2 separate regions of the Capsicum annuum genome follow, and region 1 is linked to region 2. A link is a contact called in public Hi-C data. All regions are on one chromosome and are shown on one strand. The core of a region is the stretch at or near the end of the contact, and the rest is flanking DNA. Distances in the headings are between cores, read along the strand shown.

Region 1 (3,749 bases), core at 55-2,554, 370 kb before region 2:
TTTCTAACATCATACATTTTAAAAACGTATAATGCTATATCATACATTTATTACACATTAACTATTAATGTACAACGGTTTAATACACCGTGCTTTTCAATAATTACTTACTCCTATAGAGGGTAAGTTACATAATTAATGTGCATTTATAATCATGTTCTAACTTCAAGTTATATGATTACGAACTATGATATAGGAAAAAAGCTTAAAATTTTTATACTAATATAAATCATTGATTAAAGAAATTAACATCTATAATCAATAAAAAAAAAATATACTACTTGCTCCAGCATTTCAAAAAAAAATTAATAAAAATATTTATACAACCAAAACCATTCAAAGCATCCGCATATAGAAAACCTCATTATATTCTTCATGATTCCTTTGGAAAGAAATCGCAAGTCTTGCGGTTGTGATTGACTCGTCCGCATTTATCGAAATTACTATTGCGTCACTTTTGTATGATGTATAAATAATTTCTGACTCCCGAATTCCAGAATGTCGCAACAATACAGGGTTATTCATATTGATTTTACTAGTATTGAAGAACGTATGTAGAAGAAGATTTTAGTAGTTTTAAAGAACGGGTGCAGAAGAAAGTGGTTGTTTTTTGACTTATCAGATCTTGAAGCACGAGAAAAAAAATTATGTATAATTTTTTTTTTTAAAATTCAAATATCAGTTACATGTTCTATCAATGAACGACTTAATGTTGGCTAATTACTGCCTTTAATTAAAGAACTGTAAAATAATTTATTTTCATTGCCTAAAAAATTTATATTGTTTACACTTTATTTTACACTATCTCTTAAATGGACCCAAACAAGATAAATTGGTCTAGAAATAACCCTAAACTATAATCTTCAGAGAGTTTTATTACCAAACTTCTTCTAATAAAATGGGATAATTATCCTGGGAACATGTTAATTTTGTTTATCCGAGAACTTGGGATAATTATCCTGAGAACATGTTAATTTTGTTTATTCAAAAATAAGTTCTATTGGAATAAGTTATAGATCATATATGTAGAATAAATATTTTACAATTAAGTTATATATTGTGATAAATAATCTAAACTTCAACCAAATATAAAATAAAATAATTTACAGTTGTCACGAAATTATTAGACCTTATGCCTTATACCTTCCTAACATAATTCTTCCTCCAATCTATTCACTAGCAAAAGGTGCATCACCTAACCACCTTCCGCATGAGTGGGATCTATTAATCCTACATGGCAAACTACAATTGGATACGTTTTTCTACTATAATTTTTGTCTTCACCTGATGATCCATTTGATTTTGACCCCATAAATTCGATCCTGCAAAAAGTAAATTGCGGCGTCAGAAATTTATTGCATTAAAATTAAAAAGGCACTGTCCTTTTCTTGTTTTTCTGTTTCATTTATATATTCAAAAAAAAAAAAAGAATGTTTTGTTTAGATTCACTAAATATGAAAATGGCTGATCTTTATTTAAGGATAATTTATCAAATTCAATTTATTCCTATTGGATATATTTGATTTCAGGTTTATTATGTATGTATATTGATTGTGGAGAATCAAGAAAACTGTTAAAGTTACAATCTTTTTGCTGTTTGGTGATTTGAATATCTTTCTTTTTTTTTTTTGGTTTCTTTCATAGGGGGTGTTTCTGAATTGATTTTCTTGAAGTGGGGTTTGTTGTGTTTTTGTTTCAGATGCTAGTTGTGATATCTATGGATTTGGAGAATGCTAATTAATTAATCATGAGTTTTGTAAAGCATCAAGAATAGTGGCTTGTTAGGGGTATAATCAGTAAAGAGTTTGTTAATTCTTGAATGTCAGACACTTGTTATGGGCTTTTAAGGTTAAAGTTTCAATCTTTTGATGTTGAGGTGATTCGGATATTGTCTAATGTTTTTTCCTATTGGCGTTAAGAACTTTTTGTACGGGGTGTTTGTGAATTGGTTTTCTTGAAGTGGGGTGGTTGTGTTTTCGATTCAGATGACAGTTTAAAGGGTGCCCATTTTTGATATCTATAAGTTTGTGAAGAGTTTTGTTGATTCTTGAATGGCAGCCACTTGTTAAGGGGCTTTAATCTGTTGGTTGGATCAGAAAGTTTCAAACTTTTTCTGTTGAGGTGATTTGGGTGTACATATTTTTTGGTTTCTTTCCTATTGGGATTTTCTGAATTGATTTTCTTGAAGTGGGGTTGTCATGTTTTTGATTCAGATGACAGTTGAAAGCAATCCCATTTTTGTGCCAGTGGATTTGGAGAATGCTGATTGGTTAACCATGAGGTGTAAAACATCAATAATAGTGGTTCTATGATCAGTGAAGAGTTTGTTGATTCTTGAATGCCAGCCACTTGTTAGGGGGCTTAATGGGACCTCTTTCTTAAGGTTAAAAGTTTCAATCTTTTGCTATTGAGGTGATTTGGATATCTATATTTTTTGGTTCTGAATTGATTTTGTTTAAGTAGGGTTATCGTGTTTTTTGATTTGGATGATAGCTTAAAGAAATCTCATCTTTGTGCCAGAGTTACTTTTGATATCTATGGGTTTGGAGGATACTGATTGGTTAATCATGAGTTGTAAAGCATCAATAATCAGTGAAGAGTTTGTTGATTCTTGAATGCTTAGTTTTGTTGGTTGGATAAGACCTCTTCTTTAAGGTTGATTTGTTCCTGTAATTGTATATATGGAGTTTTGTTACTGAATGAGGAGGTCATAGGAATGAGAGGCAAAGGCCTCTAGTTTGTTTGATGGATGCCTCAAATAGGACATTCTCTGATCTGTTGAAGTTACTGAAGTCATGGATCCCTTGGCGGTCTGAGCCTGATAATGTGTCGAGGGATTTTTGGATGCCCGATCACAGTTGTAGGGTGTGCTATGACTGTGATTCTCAATTCACTTTGTTTAACCGGAGGCATCACTGTCGTCTTTGTGGACGAGTTTTCTGCGCCAAGTGCACGTCCAATTGGATTCCTTCTCCATCCAATGATCCAAGACCACTACGAGAAGAGTGGGAAAAGGTCAGGGTTTGCAATTATTGTTTCAAACAATGGGAGCAAGGTTTAGTTTCTAGTGTTCATCATGGAGCTCAGGTTGCTAATCTTCATGCCAGTTCTTCGCTTTCTACAGCCAGTTTTATCAGCTTCAAGTCTAGTGGAACCGCTGACAGCAGTAGCATTACCTATGTTTCGGTGCCACCTTCTTGTGTACTTAGCCCATGCAAATCGTCTGTAACGGAATCTTCTCTAGACAGACAAAATGTTGCAACAGTTAGAGGGAGCTGTGATCCTGCTGATACAGGAGTTTTGGACCCTTCTCTAAACCAATATGCATTTTCCGCAACAAGGTTCACCCGACATCTTCTATTATCAGTTCAATTTCAACCAGTTAATGAAAAAGAAATCAAACCAACTATTATTATGTCCTTCGTTGTTGCTTGGAAAGTAGCAACATTTATGAGTTCCTTTGTTTTCAAATGTGAATGGAGATTGCCTTAAACACTATGGACATCTCTTAGTTAGTAGTGAAGAAAGCACTTCTGACTATAGTTTCAATAGTATCTTACACATTATGCTTGATTGTATGTTTGAATCCTCTTACGAATTTTTAAAATCAACCAAGTAAACTCATGTGTCTAAGGACATAGCTAGCTCGGTACTCAGGTTCTGCATCATATGTTGCAACAGCATTTTGCTTCTTACATTTCTGCACAACATCAAGTTCTCACCAACAAAATAGCACCTATAGGTATTAG
Region 2 (3,890 bases), core at 1,015-3,514:
ACTTCATTCTGCTGTTACTACTTTTTGTAAAAAAAAATAAAAAATTATTATTATTATTATTATTATCATCATCATCGTCATTATCACCACACCAATACTATTACTACACACTTTTTTTTTGTAAGCACTATTCTTACGTACACTATTTATTATTAGTAATCTTTAACCATAGGTTACTATTTTTAATTTAATAATTTTTTTCTCTTTAAGAGGATAATACATTTTTAAATTCAAATATTTAATATCATTTAATTCATTTAGAACTCTTCTATTATGAGATTCTATTTATAAAAATTGCAAATAAATATTATTATTTATCATTATCACAAAGTACTGTACTACTACACCTAATAATTATTATTTTTTATTTTTTATTTAATTATTTTTACCACTATTATATACACCTCCTCCTCCTATTATTTATTATTATTATTATTAATGTTATTATTATTACTATCCCATCACTATTAGTATTATTATTATTATTATTACTGTACTACTTACTACTACACGTATTACAAACTATCTACTATTACTACACATTACGTACTATTCTACTACTATTACTATTAATTATTATTATTTACTATTTATTTATTTATTATTTAATTAAATTTCATTCGAATATATTTTATAACATTACAAATTTTAAGATGGATAAATTTATAAAAGAGTAAAAGTCTATTTAAAACTCGATGATATATTTTCAAATTCAAATATTTTCTAATCTTTTAAACCTTTTCAAATTTAATCTTCTTTAATTCAAAAATTTTATTACAATACTATCAAGTTTGTCCTAAAAACTGCCACATGACTTTCTATTCTTCTGTCACGTGGCTTCTTGTCTTACTTTTAGTTTTGCTTATATATATATATATCTATCTATCTATATATATATATATATATATATATATATATATTTATATAGGATTGGTTGATTTAGATTAGGTGACGTGAACTTCTAATAAGAGGTAATGTGGAAAAAATAATTTTGTAAAATCAACATTGCAAAATAATTACACAAATAAATTTTTCTGTAACGACAGTGACATAGATGAGTCAAATTTATAACGGAGGATAGTCTCGGGTTCGAGCCCTGGGTATGGAGAAAATTCAGTTGGGAGCGCCACCTCCAAAATGAGCCCTGTAGTGCCCGATCCGAATTAACAAAACCCAGAGTCTCAAATTAATACTCAACTGTAAAACTAAGAACAAAAGATTCCAAGATCAAAATTCGAATCATAGAATCTATATATGTTTGTGTATGTAAAGAGTGCGTAGACTAATAAAAGAACATCATAATGGTATTATCTGGGGCTCCAATGTGGAAATCAAATATCGAGTAAAAAATTAAAATAAATCATTTTAAACTAAAAAAGGCCAAAAATATCCTTATAATGTATTAGAAATGACTCAAATATACCTTCCTTCCACCTATTGGATAAACAATACCCTCCATCCACCTATGTGGATAAAAAATGTCCCTACGGTTATCAAAGGCCTAAAATTATCCCTCATTTTAGGAGAAGCTGATATGACATAAATGATTTTGTAAATTAAATATGTGATACTATTTTTATTGATCCACATGTAATTAGACCCAATTTATTCATAATTTATCCATTAATCCAAGCCCAACACCCATCATCCAGGGCTTTATCCCAGTCGAAAAAATTCTCTTTTCTCTTTGTCTACAAGCTTTCTCTATCAGTTGTTTTTTCAAATAGAGGGTTTCCCGATAGTCTACTTCATCAAGATAATCTTTTTTTTTTTAAATATCTCAATCTTTCAAATTGAGATTTGATCAGTATCCAAATAGGATGTAACTAATCATATTCATTGTCTTCATCTTTTGAGTCTAAGAGAGAAACATCATCAATTTCATTTTCAGCTCTAACATTCTTATCTGAGTATGATGCTTTAAAAAGGATGAGAGAAGATGTGGAAGAGAAGACAATAAGTTTGAATTAATGACTAGAATTGTGGAGAAATTTGGGTTTAATTATATGTGAACCAATAAAAAGAGTATCACATAATTAATTTTAAAATATTATTTATGCTACATCTGCTTCTTCTGTTAAAAAGAGGGATAGTATTAGACCTTAATTTAACTTTAAGGGTATTTGTTATTCAAATTAGTGGATGAGAAGTATTTTTGATTCAGGAAGACATTTTTGAGCCATTTATAATATATTAAGAATATTTTTGATCCTTTTCCTCATTTTAAATAGTTCAATATTTGAGCGTTTTTTTTTTTTTTCAAAAAATATGTCAAGTGTGTTCAATGCAAACAATTAAAAACCCTCTCACCTCTCACTATTACTCCACTTTACGTGCTTCTATTTTCCCTTCCATATGGACACATCTTTAGTACAAAAACGCCATTTAGACACACCCGCAGCCTCCACTCCCACCGCCAAGCGCCGCCACCTTTCCACCGCAACTTCCTTCCGTACACCACCACCGCCTCCTCCTCCGTCGCTTTTTCCGAAGCTCTCTCCCGGTGAAACTTTCTTCAAAATCCTCTGTCCGGCTGATAAAACTGGCGGCTTAATCGGCAAAGGTGGCGCTACAATCCGCCAGGTTAGAGAAGAAACCGGTGCCAAAATCCGGATTGATGATTCGCTATCAGGGTGCGATGAGCGTGTTATAGTTATTATAGCTAATTGCAATGTGGAAGAAGTTGTGAATGATGAGGAGTTGTCGTTGTCGATGTCGGCATCGCAGGCGCAGCGAGCGTTGATTAGAGTTTTTGAGAGGATTTTGAAAGTGGATGAGGAAGGGAATGCGGAAGGCGAAGGGAGGAAGGATATAAATGTGGTTTGTAGGTTGTTAGCACCGAGTTATCAGGTTGGTTGCGTGCTTGGAAGAGGAGGGAAGGTTATTGAGAAGATAAGATTAGAGTCTGGAGCTCAAGTTAGGGTTTTGTCAAACGATCAGATTCCTCCTTGTGCTTCACCTGGCGACGAGTTAATTCAGGCAATGCACTTCCTTCATCACCCTAATTTTACTTCCCTGTCCCAGTTTATATAATGTTGTTTGACTTGGCATGGACTTGTGGTCTTAAGCAAGTCATAGATGTTTGTGTGGCTATAAATCAATCTCATTAAAGTAAAATGGACATTTTAAAGTTAAATTGTTATTGTTAAGATAGAAAAATATCATTCTTCTTGGAACCGACTAAAAATGAAAGTTTGTTAGGTAAATTGGGACAGAGGAAGTATCATTTATCACATGGAGTAATTTGTTTTCTTTGTACCGAAGCTGAGTTTTATGCTTGTTTGGTACTTAAAGGAGCACTAGTAGAAAGAGTGGATTTTCCGATGTGTAAATTACTCCCTCCGTCTTATTTTACTTGGCCTCTGCTAAAAATTGATGTTTCGTTTTTACTTATCCGTTTTAGCCAATCAAGAGAGTTTTACTATTTTTTTTGCTCTACTATCAAGTTTACAGCTACAAAGCATCATCCATAAGGTTAGTTTAGTAAAATCCACCTTTAATTAAAGCTTCCTTTAGGGGTGTGGTAGGTCAAGATGGGCCAAATAATATGAAGATGGTCAAGATGGGCCAAATAATATGAAACGAGGGGGTAATTAAAGCTTTCTTAGGGGGTGTACCCGCATATTTCTCTGGGGGTCTTACAAAAAAGGGATTAGGTTTTAGTCAACATGAGCCAAGTAACATGAAACAGAGGTAGTAGCTAAATACTCAAAAAGTGGAATAAATGTTCCTTTATGATAGATTCTCTGTTGTCTTGTGTGCTCAGATTTCCAAAGTATAGTTTCATCAATAGCAGTATCCAAAATGGAATTTAAGAGGAAGAAGTTGGAATATATTAGTACTATACTTGGGTTTGTAGAGATATGTTGAAATAATTGAAAGACAAAATT

The links. A called contact is a pair of places that touch in the nucleus more often than the background predicts.
Region 1: a contact with region 2 is called in a Hi-C map of placenta, with 4 times the contacts expected there. The contact joins the promoter of LOC107870845 here to the promoter of LOC107850391 in region 2. A contact is called at or near these places in 2 of 5 Hi-C or Micro-C datasets (leaf and placenta).

Annotation. Positions count from the first base shown.
Region 1 is chr12:198,507,204-198,510,952 of UCD10Xv1.1, reverse strand. It overlaps LOC107870845 (1-phosphatidylinositol-3-phosphate 5-kinase FAB1B), which reads left to right and starts at 1,304. Exons shown (of 13, transcript XM_047400947.1): 1 at 1,304-1,374; 2 at 2,214-2,412; 3 at 2,521-3,341. The coding sequence starts at 2,746.
Region 2 is chr12:198,133,206-198,137,095 of UCD10Xv1.1, reverse strand. LOC107850391 (KH domain-containing protein HEN4) reads left to right here and starts at 2,264. Exons shown (of 11, transcript XR_007048283.1): 1 at 2,264-2,979.